Linked DNA regions of Mus musculus: regions 2, 3 and 4 are each linked to region 1. A link is a contact called in public Hi-C and HiChIP or PLAC-seq data. All regions are on one chromosome and are shown on one strand. Each heading gives the region's core, a stretch centred on a gene start, on an enhancer-like site or on the middle of the called end of the contact. The rest is flanking DNA. Distances are from core to core; before and after follow the strand shown.

Region 1 (2,747 bases), core at 117-2,616:
TACAGTATTAAGACACAGAAGCCCCTCCTTGTTCTTCCAATGGTGGGGAAGGTTTATTCTCCAGTCTTTGTCACTTTGTCTAAAAAAACAAAATGATTCCTGTGTCCTCTGCCTGTGTTATCCATTCCCTGAGGTTCAAAGGATGGCATCTTCCCAGTCCCCTCCCCTCTGACCTAACTTAACACAACCAAAATCCTGGTAATATTAGGCAACAGCTAAGGGTGTCTCCCATTGATCCTCAGTAAATCGCCAACAGAGTCCTATGAGATCAGTTCTATTTTTAACTACATTTGGCAGAGGAGGAAATGAAGGCACAGACACACAAAAGACTAGTCTGAACTCACAGAGCCAGAATGTAAGGTAAAATGAGCCTTGTTCACACCAACTCTGACCATCCCACCCCACCCCACCCCACCCCACCCCACCCCACCCCACCCCACCAGTCAGTAGCAATCATGGAAGAAGAAAAGGCAATGCCAGCTTGCTGCGTGGTGAGTATTAGGCTCTGTTCTAAGCACTTAATAGCTAACATCTTTTGGGACTCATACAATACCCAGGATTTGGTTTTATAGGGATTTTGTTGTTTGAGACAGTTTCATGGTGAAGCTCAGGCTGGCCTCAAACTCAAAATCCACCCCCCCCGCCCCCCCCATCCCCCAGGTTCCTGAGTACTAACTAGGACTGTAGGTATATGTCACCACGTGTCAGATTATACTCTTTTTGATAGAGGTGAAGGATCTGCTGTAGAAAAATGTTAAGTATTGTACAAGCTCACAAAGTTCTTGAGTGGTGAAGTCAGCCTCCAAACGAACCTTCTGCCTCTGGATCCCAGACCCCACTATCTCTGTGAGAAGTAGCCTTTGCCTGTGGAGGGCTGGGCACCCAGAGAGAGCGTATGGGGTGCATTGAGAATGCCTGAACACCCCTGATTCCAGTTTGTAGTTATGGTTTTGACTCCATCTGGGACACTATGCTATATCAGCTCAGTATTTTACTCCACATTAACAGAGATTATAGTCTTTAAGGGCCTTTGAGTCTCTACAACCACTAAGATAGCTATCTTTTCTGCCTTTTAAAAAGAAAGGATTCAGACCAGAGCAGAGAGTCTGGTTCAAACTCACGGAGAATCAAAAGAGAGGACCTGTTTCCATCCTTGCCGTCACTCTGCCCTGACTCCACAAAACTCCTGCCAAGATTGCTCAGCGGGGAAAGCAGTGGATTTCCAGTCTAAACTCATGGGCCTTTGCCGTTCTCAAGGAGAGAGATCTACTTCCTGTTCACATCCCTGTACTCAGGAAGAGGCCACAGCCCATTTCCCTGGGGTTTCTGAGAAGACAATACATAGTGTAGGCAGCACCTGGTCCAGTAAGCCCAGCTGACAGGTTCCAGCCAAAGCTTACTCCTTGCAGTCAGACCTGTTTGAAGTTTACTGCAGGGTCATGGATAAGATAAGGAGTTTTAAAATAAATGCGATGAAAGGTAGGGATCAAAGGTCACACCTGTCACCTGCTAAGAAGGCGATTGTCAACAAAGTCTGTGAAGACAGACACAGATAAACTTCCTGGCAAACATCCCAGAAAGCAAAAGGCCCCTTGCCAACAATTTCTCATGAAATCTCAATTCCTGGAATCACCAACACTATCAAATTACTTCTGTGTGGTAAAATGTAGTGAGCCTTTATGAGAAGGAATAGCAAGCCCTGGCTGCTGCAGATATGCCAACGAAAGCAGGGACATCTTGATAAGACTGTTTGGGGTATATAACACACACACTGCGATTAATGGATGGAGAGATGCTCTAATTTAAACGCTTTTCAATATAAAACATGGTACAACGAAACACCATGATCAAAAAACAAATTAGAGAGGAGAGGGCTTATTTGGCTCACATTTCCACATTGTAGTCTATCAATGAAGGAAGCCAGGACAGGAACTCAAGCAAGAGGCAAGAGCTGAAGCAAAAGCCATAGATGGGTGCTGCTTACTGACTTGCTCTGCCTGGCTTGCTCAGCTTGCTTTCTTATAGAATCCAGGACTAAAAGCCCAAAGGTGGCACCACCCACAATGGGCTGGGCCTTCCCCTACCAATCACTAATTTAGAAAATGCTCTACAGTCTGACCCACAGCCTGACCTTATGGAGACATTTTCTCAATCGAGGTTCCCTCCTTTCAGATGTCTCTATACAGTTTCAAACTGATGTAAAACTGGCCGGGACAGATGCAGTGTGCCTATTGCTAAAGAATTTGTTACTTTGTGAACCTGTGGAGCTCAGTCAAGGTTCAAGGGGTGCTCATTTTCATGCTTAGCACCCCACCTTTGCCGCCATGTCTCTCCTTTAAGTGCATATGCTAGGAACAGCTAGTTGATGTGGTATTTTTATTGTCATTATTTTGTAATTGAAAAATAAATAATTCTGAACATAATGGTGATAGAATAGATTTTTTTTCCCCTTCAAAACTCTTCAGAATAAACAAGCCACACCACACGGGTAGCTATGCATGGCCCTTTCTCCTAGTATTGCACAGACGTAGCCTTCTTGAGAAGGCTTCTTATCATACTGGACTCTGGTCCAAAGGATGAGGCCTTATGTTTTTTATCACTTCACTTATTTGGGAAGGGTGTGCTTAGGTGACACAGAGAAAGTACAGAGGTCAGAGGACTGCTTGCTGCAGCGGGTTCTCTCCCTCCACCTTGTCAGCCCCAGCGACAGAACTCAGGTCATCAGACTTGGCAGCAAGTGTCTGTAC
Region 2 (2,751 bases), core at 160-2,659, 310 kb after region 1:
ATAAAAAACAACATTTAATTGGGGCTGGCTTACAGGTTCAGAGGTTCAGTCCATTATCATCAAGGTGGGAGCATGGCAGCATCCAGGCTGTCATGGCGCGGGCAGAGCTGAGAGTTCTACGTCTTCATCCAAAGGCTGCTAGTGGAAGACTGACTTCCAGGCAACTGAAGTAAGAGTCTTAAGCCCACACCCACAGTGACACACCTACTCCAACCAGGTCACACCTATTCCAACAAGGCCACACCTCCAAATGGTGCCACTCCCTGGTCCAAGAATATACAAATCATTACAACAATATTAAAAAAGTTAATTTTTCCATGCTGATAACCACTCTTGGAAAATGAGGAGGGCTGTGGAAATCTGTGACCAGGAAGGATATTTCTGTTTTGTTTTGTTTTGTTTTGTTTTGTTTTGTTTTGTTTTTAATTTGTTTTTTGTTTTTCAAGACAGGGTTTCTCTGTATAGCCCTGGCTGTCCTGGAACTCACTTTGTAGACCAGGCTGGCCTCAAACTCAGAAATCCGCCTGCCTCTGCCTCCCAAGTGCTGGGATTAAAGGCATATGCCACCACGCCCGGATGGGTTTGTTTTTCATAACAGGAGAGAGGTGCAAAATTGGCCTTATAAACAGGAATCACCCTTTAGTCAGCATATATATATATATTCCATATATTTATTTATATGTATATTCCACATATATGTTCCACAGATATATTCCACATATATGTTCCACAGATATATTCCATATATATATATATATATATATATATTCCACAGATATATTCCATATATATATTCCATATATATATTCCATATATATCTTCCATATTCAAGAGAGACACACCTATACAGGACAAAACATAATATAATGATGGGAAAACACGTTTGCACAGTGCCTCTTACTTTGCAACACATGGATCATCTTATCTCTTCTACATGCTTTGCACTCAGGCCAGGCAGATGTTGCCCCATTTTATTTATGGGGAAACTAAAGGGCAGGTGGCTAAGCAGGTGCCTGCAGTAACTCGGCCAGCTGGTAGCTACCCTGGAATGGAAGCCTACATTTTGTCATTCCCAGCTCCAGCCTCCTCAGAATTTCAGGTCAGGGCAGTCAGCATAGTTATTCCTTTTTATCATCTCTATGCCATATTTAGCCCTGGGCCTGGTGACATCCCTGCAGGGCAGTGTACACACACACTGTGGCCCTTGTGGACCTCTGGTGGGAATGAAGGTATCGGGGCAAACACTTTCCAGTGTGGGGAGAGAAACACGGAGCTTCCCTCCAGAATCTAAGGCTATGACGATGAGGGGAATGTTCCAGAAGGACGTCCTCTCGGTCAGTTACACCTAGAGTCATTTCCTTTATCTTTGAAGACTTAGATTTCTTGCCAAACTTCTGCAGAAACGAACCTGAAGGACCGCCACCTAGTGGCCTGCACCGTAAGGATTGACACTCATTCCCACCCCCCCCCCCACAGTTCCATGGGGTCACCTTGCCTAGAAATCTGGGTCCATAGGTCTTGCCGTTCACCAGGATAACGTCCTAATGGACCAGGAGTCCTGATGTGAAACATGAAACCATACAAACGTCAGGGGACACTTGGGTGGATTTATTTATATCCTGGGCGTGGGGGAAGTTCATGACTCAAACTCTGTGTGTGAATCAGGGGCATTTTGTACACCTGTTGGTCCAGATTACAGGGGTGACATCCTTTCTAATCAGCGCTAAGCTCCCCAGTCTAGGCTCACTTCCTCCGAAAAGGAAATGAGATGAAAAACCAACTATGCCGGTTGGGCCGGCTCCACACATCGCCTCTTCAGCAGGTTAAAAAAATACACCTTATTGTTGTGCCTAACAAAGGGAGACTGTTTGTAGGGTATGGTGATACACAGTCTCACCAGAGGAGACTGAGGCAGGGTCGGAAGTTTGACAATGAGCACTGTAGAGAAACCTCTTCGTGAGTGGAAAAGAAAAAAGGTACAATCTCCGCAGAAAGAATTTGGAAATATTTAGTAAAACCATCGTGTGTTTACCTTTGAACCCAGCAATCCTAACTCAAGGAACTTACCTTGCAAGTGTGTGTCCACAAAGTAAGAGGTCTTCAAGGTCGCCATTTGTCACAACAAAATGTTGCAAGCAACCTAGGTGCTTGGTCTAATTGAAGTAAATGATGCCATGTTCCCATAATGAAGAGCCCCACAGCTGGAAGGGACAGATGATACAGTACTTGTAAGGTGCAGTAAATGGAGGAAAATGGAATAAAGAGCAGATGTAGCACACTAATTTCATACAAATAAAAGATATACAGGAAAAATAAACTAGAACTCCAAATGTCTCTATATGACCTACTTCTTTGTACAATAATTATAAGCTAGTTAAAAAAAAACTTAAATAAACAAAAACCCTGTGAAGTTGGTTGCATGTAGGGATTGGTAGGGACCTTGGTGGCATGTAGGGATTGGTAGGGACCTTGGTGGCATGTAGGGATTGGTAGGGACCCAGTTGGGAAGAAGGACTGAGGCTGTAAGGAAGGCTAGTGAGGACATCTTTAAATTTACATAAAATATAAAAGTCTCCCATATTTGAAATTATTCTCTTATGGACTTAAAAATATTCATTTTATGATTTCTTTTTAAATTTAGTATGCATGCCTAAGTCTGTGTGCAGATTTTAGCATGTGATAGCCCACGTCCATGGAAGCCAGATGCATAGGATTCCCCAACCCTGACGTCTGCAGTTACAGGCAGTGGTG
Region 3 (2,700 bases), core at 64-2,563, 290 kb after region 1:
CTGTGAGCTTTTCATGACCATTTTGTCTTAGGAGCCAGGGCCAAATAAGGGATTAGGTGTGGAGGTTGTGCCTTTACGAATGGATGAATGTCCTTATCTCGGAAAAGGGGTTACCATAAGAAGCGTTGTGATATAAAACTGAGCCAGACCCTGGTGTTCCTCTATTCTCTTGTTTTGTCCTTATGCCTTCTGCTATGGAGTGACACAGCTCTCAGTCTCTTGCAACATGCCTGTGGCTTCACATCTTTCAGAACCTTGGGCAGACCAGCCCCTCTTCTCTTATAAACTACCCGGTAATGCAGTTATCGCATTGCAAAACAGTCTAAAACTCTAAATAAACTCTACTTGAATCATTCCGGTTAACCTTCCAGTAAAGCTTGTGAGGTAGGCACTATTTTTACTCTCCTCACTTGATAACAGGGGAATGAGTAACTTCCAGGAAGGGCTGAGAATTAGTGTGAACCAGAGCTCCGATTTGACTCCTAAAGTCTTTCTCCAGAGGTGGGCTGTTAACTGTGACTTCTGTGTGATGTCCCGAGGCAATGAGGAAGCATCCAATCCTTTGTCACTAGAAACAAACTTCCGAGTCTGCAATCTGGACTCAGAAGCAGTGAGTGAGGGGTAAGAGGAGAGTGTGTTTCTCTAACAACGAATCTCAGTATCTCCAAGGGCAGGGCAGGAACAGCCGGCGCTCTCTGGAGCAGTCTGACAACCTCAGCACTTCAGTCACGATGCAAGACTGAGCTTTGCTGTGAATCACAGGCCTTGTGGACCTCAGCAGAACAGTCAGTGCCTCTGCAGGTACTTCAAACTTCACACCCCCAACATGGAACTTAGGAGAGAGCGATGCCGGAGCCTAAGACCCTCATCCTTCATGGGTGTTCACTCCAGCGAGCACCACTAAGGACGTATTTCCACAGTCCCCTTCCTCTAGTTATGAAGCAAGACCCACTTTCAGAAGAAGGGACTTTTTGGAAGGGTTGATGAAAGAATCTGACCCACCACCCACCCACCCAGACCTTTCATAACAAAACCCCAGGAATACTCTTGATCTGTGTTTTCTAAGGCGGGGCCTGACCTCACTCAGCCCACAGCCCAGTAGGGTCCCGTCGCCCCCAGCTGTGTGCACCACAGGGCTGGCTTGAGCTGACCTGTCCTAGGCGCTGTCCTCCCTGGGTCTCGCCCCACCCCGGAGCTCCCAGCAGGGAGGGCCGCAGGGTCAGGGCTGCGCCTTCCTGGGACTGACTTGTTGAGCCCAGGCCCACCCCCACGCTCTGGAGGAGGCTCCAAGGCAAGATGAGCCAAGCACAGGAGGGGCGCCTCCCAGCCAACGGGAATATCTGCGGTAGTATGCAGCCCCCCCCTCCCCCCACACACACACTCCCTGAAAAAACGTGACGCAGTTGGGCGGACGTGGAAAGAGCATGAAGACCTGGACCAATGGGGAGAAGTCAGACCCCATTGCACAATGTGAAGGATTTCTTGGTGCTTCTGTGTGGCCCCATGATGGCCCTGCCGTGTGCTGCGAGCTGTCGATGACTGAGAACCCTGGTTAACATTTTTTCCTGGGGTCCTCAAGGCTTCATTGTCCTCAGACAGTGACAGGAATGATTACTAGTTTGAGGAATGGAGAACAAAGTCCCGATAGGAATTTACAGGCAACATTCTAACTTAACTACAATGGGAAACCTAGATAATGTGATCAAAGAAACACATCACCTCTCTCTGTCTCTGTCTGTCTGTCTGTCTGTCTGCCTCTCTCTCTCTCTCTCTCTCTCTCACACACACACACACACACACACACACACACACACGCGCGCGCGCGCGCGCGCGCGCGCTGGAAGTCCCATAACAGAGTAAGTTCCCTGTACTTAGAGTTGCTATGGGGGAAACTGAGATAATGCATTCTGTAACAAACAGTTAATAGCATACAAATTACAAATATAAGCCATCACCTCATCATCAGAGATCTGTGCAAAAAAGAAAGAAAGAAAGAAGAAAAGAAAAGAGAAAACAGAAGAGAAAAACAGCAGGACTGCATCGCTTCGACAGTGGTTTTCCCAAGCTGATTTTGACACAGGGAGAAACCAGGAGTCCACTGGACTGTCCAAACATTCTTGCAAAATTGTCTTAAACCACGATGCTGTTAGTTCACTGTCAAAAAAAAAAAAAAAAAAAAAAAAAAACAAAACCTAGCTTGCTGCAATTTTACTAAAATATATCTGGGGAGAGGGATGTTACAAAATCAAACATCAAATACTGGGTGTCAAAATAATGAGAAAGGAAATGATTAGGAAACCCTCGGTTAAATGGGGTAAAACAGGGTAACAGGATCTTGGATGGTTTACTACAGAACCTCCAGAGCCTAGGCTATGTGCACTTTGACCCTGAACCATGCCTGTCCTTACTCATTGTCCTTCCAGCAGCTTGGACTGATCTCCTATTAGGGTGCCTGGAACTTCAGGCCTCCTGCACACACTATCACATTAACTTCTCAGGGTTAGGACCAGGGTAGGGATGTCTTATCTGGCCTCTATGAGCTCAGTATATATACCATACTCATATCCTACGCTATACCCCCCCCCACACACACACACAACCACACACACACACTCTATGATAATAGTATGTGCTGACATCTCTAGGAAAAGATCTCACTGTTTCAATTATAATTTCTGTGATGACTATAATTTCATCAGA
Region 4 (2,919 bases), core at 116-2,615, 470 kb before region 1:
TATGGATGGCTGGTGACTGGCAAGCTGGAACCAGTGGCTAACACCTGATTTTGGTGAGCAGGAAACTGAGGACTGCCTGTTAAGTGTCCCATGTGACAACTGAGAGGAGCAACAGCAAAGTCAGGCTCTCTGATTCCTCAGCCAGAGTCAGGACACAATCGGATGTCTTTAAAGCTAAGGTGACTGCAGTCTCATGTTCATTTCGCGCTCAAGAGCCCAGCACCCTTTTTTTTTTTTTTTTTTTTGAGTAGATAGACAGCTTTTTTTTTTTTTTAAACAATTGTTTGATCACCTACAAAAGAATTTTTTTTAGCTGGATAGTTTTCATCAACCTTCTCAGTTACCAAAATGCAATTTATTAATCCAAAATCCTCAGTCTTTGTAATCACAGACCAGAAAGTGGTTTCTTTTTTCATTAGTGTATATTTACCCATCCTTTCCCATTCATATATTAAATATATATGAACGGTTTTCAAAATTTCTATTTCTCTTTGGGCTTCTTTTCTGATTTCCGTTTCTTGTTTCATCTCTGCCTGTTTTTCCTCTCCTGACTTCAAAACTCAGCAGGAAGCCAGTTTCCTCTCCACAGATTTCTATTTCTGTCAATGACACCATCGTTCTTCCAGTCACCCAGGTCTCAAATCTTGGCATCACCGCTTTCTTCTTTCCCAACCGAATGGGTCACAAATTTCTGTGGCCTCTTTCTGAAACATGTCTCTCAATTCCAATTTTCTTTTTAAAAACGATCCCAAACTGTACCCTCTAACTCTAGCCTTCACGATTCTATCTGTTACCTGGTAGTGACAATATCTACCACTTATCTTGTTTCCATCCCTAAGCAACTCTCTAAACCACTACTAAAATGGATGGGGAGGAAAGAGAATATGGCTTAACATCTTCAGGCTGGTAAGCCTCCTGCTCCAAATATAAAGCCATGCACTAAAATACGAATATCCATTTTGCACGATTTCAACTTTCCTTAACTCTCCACGTGTGTACACGTGAAATTCTAATTCAGAAACTGTGTTCCCTACTTTTGCAACCTCTCCTCTTTTTCCACTCCATCTACATCCTCCCCGATCAATTTCTTTTCTTCCCAAAGCCAGGTGACACGTTTTGTTCACACTTGTCATGGACTCTGTCTCCTCGATGGGAAATCGCGGGCACTTCATCTTAAAAGTCACCAACCAGAGCAGCAGGCCTTGACTCCTCCTCAAAATCTCCAAAGTACCTGTTGATGGTCCCACTGAGGCACCCGCGACCCTGACATTGCCTTCCCTGCTGTCCCCTTCCCAGCCAAGTGCATTCAGTCTCACGGGGGGTAAGGGGGGGGGGGCAGCAACCGGGCTCTCCGCGACCCCGAGCCCCGGCCTCCCTGCTGGGCACCGAGCCGGGCGTGCCCGGAGGCTGGCCGGCCGGCGGTTCCACGCTCGGAGGTAGGTGGTGCTGTTGCCGCGACGTCTTCCTCATTGGCGCCGCGCGGAGAGGCGGAATGTTCAACTCCTGACTCCGGCGGAAGCGTGGGAGCCGCGCGGGCCGCCGTCCCCGACCCCCGCCGCCGCTCGCGCCCGATCCGGGAGCCAGGTAAGGGCTGTGGGGGACGGGAGAGGCGGGAGGGAGCTCCGCTGGAGGACCGGCGGGACCGGGGCCTGCGGGGCCGGGGCAGCGCGGCTGCGGGAGGCCGGGGCTCGGCGGGCGGCTGTCCTTGGCTCGCCCCCGGTGCCCTGGAGACCCGTGGTCCCCGAGCCCGCAGACCCCGAGACCGCAGCCCCTGAGCCCTCAGTCCCTTGCCGCTGGGCCGAGGACGGCTTGGGCATGTCCGGGCCGGTCCAGCCGGGCACTCGGTGCCCGGAAGAGTCCGGCCTGGCACAGCTCGCGGCGATCCCGGGGAACCTGCGGCGGCTGCCCTTCCCGAGCACCCTCGCCTTCCGTGGGAGCACACGCGGGTGTCGCAGGCGCGGGGATCTACACCAGGGTGGGCACTGGGTGACCCGGGCCGCAGCCACGCCTCGCCCCGCGCGTGACAGATCTCGGGAAAAACTTTAATTCTAAACTGCCCAGATGACATTGGAACTGCCTGAAAAAAAACAACAATGGCACGTCATTGTTGGGTTGCTGAAAATGTATGTTTCTCATGCGCCTGGAGATCCTGCATAAGCACTGTTTATGGAGAACATAATTACTATTTTTGCTAGTTTCGTTAATAATGAAAGCACACCATTTGGTGGCCCGTTCCAGCGATTTCACAATAAGCAGCCTTCATTAATAATGCGTGTGAGAACCGTCTTCCAGAATGGATTGAGGACATCTGAGTTCGGATGGTTGTTAAAGTGAGTTCCTGTTTTACCCCTAAAGTGGTTGTAGCGAATCTTCTGGTCTTCTTGACTGTAGATGAAACCAACTGCCAGCATTTAGTGGATCCAAACCTACCAAAATATTTAACGATAAAAATAAACAAATGATTCAAGACCAGACTTCTTTGTCATCGGCCTGTCTCTACTCTGAAATTTCATTCTTTTTTTATCTTAAAAAAAAGTGACGGCTGCATTTTAATTATGGTTTTGATCATTTGTAGAGTCTTTGTTTTAGATTTCTGCTACAATAGTGAGAGATTTGGGAGATTGTAAATGAACATGAATTTAGCTTGTTTAGAAAGAGAGAATTAAGAGAGAAAAATGGTCTTTGGAGCACTGTTTATTTTAGTCTTTTACAATGTAATTTTGACAAAAATTTTGGGGGATTTTTTTTTAAACTGGAGAATGTGCAAGTCAGAAGTTTAAGTGGGAAACATTTTGTTGTCTTAGAAAGCAAGTAGCTGATTAATCTTTTAAAAGTTTTTGTTTTGTTTTGTTTTAGGGGGGATACATAAGAACACATTAAGAAAAATAATAACCAAATATTAAGCACACAGATTTAGAT

The links. A called contact is a pair of places that touch in the nucleus more often than the background predicts. HiChIP or PLAC-seq counts read pairs in DNA pulled down with a chosen protein or histone mark.
Region 2: a contact with region 1 is called in an H3K27ac HiChIP or PLAC-seq map of heart atrium, with 10 times the contacts expected there. The contact joins two enhancer-like sites. A contact is called at or near these places in 2 of 484 Hi-C or Micro-C datasets (induced pluripotent stem cells and regulatory T cells) and 4 of 115 datasets of contacts at active chromatin or transcription factors (bone marrow-derived macrophages, cardiomyocytes, heart atrium and 1 more).
Region 3: a contact with region 1 is called in an H3K27ac HiChIP or PLAC-seq map of cardiomyocytes, with 4 times the contacts expected there. The contact joins two enhancer-like sites. A contact is called at or near these places in 1 of 484 Hi-C or Micro-C datasets (liver), 2 of 115 datasets of contacts at active chromatin or transcription factors (cardiomyocytes and embryonic stem cells) and 1 of 9 other capture datasets (embryonic stem cells).
Region 4: a contact with region 1 is called in a Hi-C map of cardiomyocytes, with 2.0 times the contacts expected there. The contact joins the promoter of Map3k20 here to the enhancer-like site in region 1. A contact is called at or near these places in 1 of 39 promoter capture datasets (embryonic stem cells), 1 of 15 datasets of contacts at CTCF or cohesin (large pre-B cells), 1 of 484 Hi-C or Micro-C datasets (cardiomyocytes), 4 of 115 datasets of contacts at active chromatin or transcription factors (the 230-238 cell line, embryonic stem cells, pancreatic cancer cells and 1 more) and 1 of 9 other capture datasets (embryonic stem cells).

Annotation. Positions count from the first base shown.
Region 1 is chr2:72,751,410-72,754,156 of GRCm38.p6, forward strand. The region is part of intron 4 of 6430710C18Rik (RIKEN cDNA 6430710C18 gene); the gene reads right to left. Among named protein-coding and RNA genes, the nearest start is that of Gm46747, 10 kb to the right of the region's middle. Within about 2 kb of position 1,367, at least 47 of the 459 cell types and tissues checked have an H3K27ac peak or open chromatin away from gene starts, as enhancers often do. A contact at or near this core is called in cardiomyocytes, heart atrium and regulatory T cells, where this site is marked.
Region 2 is chr2:73,058,667-73,061,417 of GRCm38.p6, forward strand. No RefSeq gene overlaps it. Among named protein-coding and RNA genes, the nearest start is that of Gm39850, 51 kb to the left of the region's middle. Within about 2 kb of position 1,410, at least 42 of the 459 cell types and tissues checked have an H3K27ac peak or open chromatin away from gene starts, as enhancers often do. A contact at or near this core is called in heart atrium and regulatory T cells, where this site is marked.
Region 3 is chr2:73,037,213-73,039,912 of GRCm38.p6, forward strand. No RefSeq gene overlaps it. Among named protein-coding and RNA genes, the nearest start is that of Gm39850, 30 kb to the left of the region's middle. Within about 2 kb of position 1,314, at least 137 of the 459 cell types and tissues checked have an H3K27ac peak or open chromatin away from gene starts, as enhancers often do. A contact at or near this core is called in cardiomyocytes, where this site is marked.
Region 4 is chr2:72,284,272-72,287,190 of GRCm38.p6, forward strand. Map3k20 (mitogen-activated protein kinase kinase kinase 20) reads left to right here and starts at 1,366. Exons shown (of 20, transcript NM_023057.5): 1 at 1,366-1,584.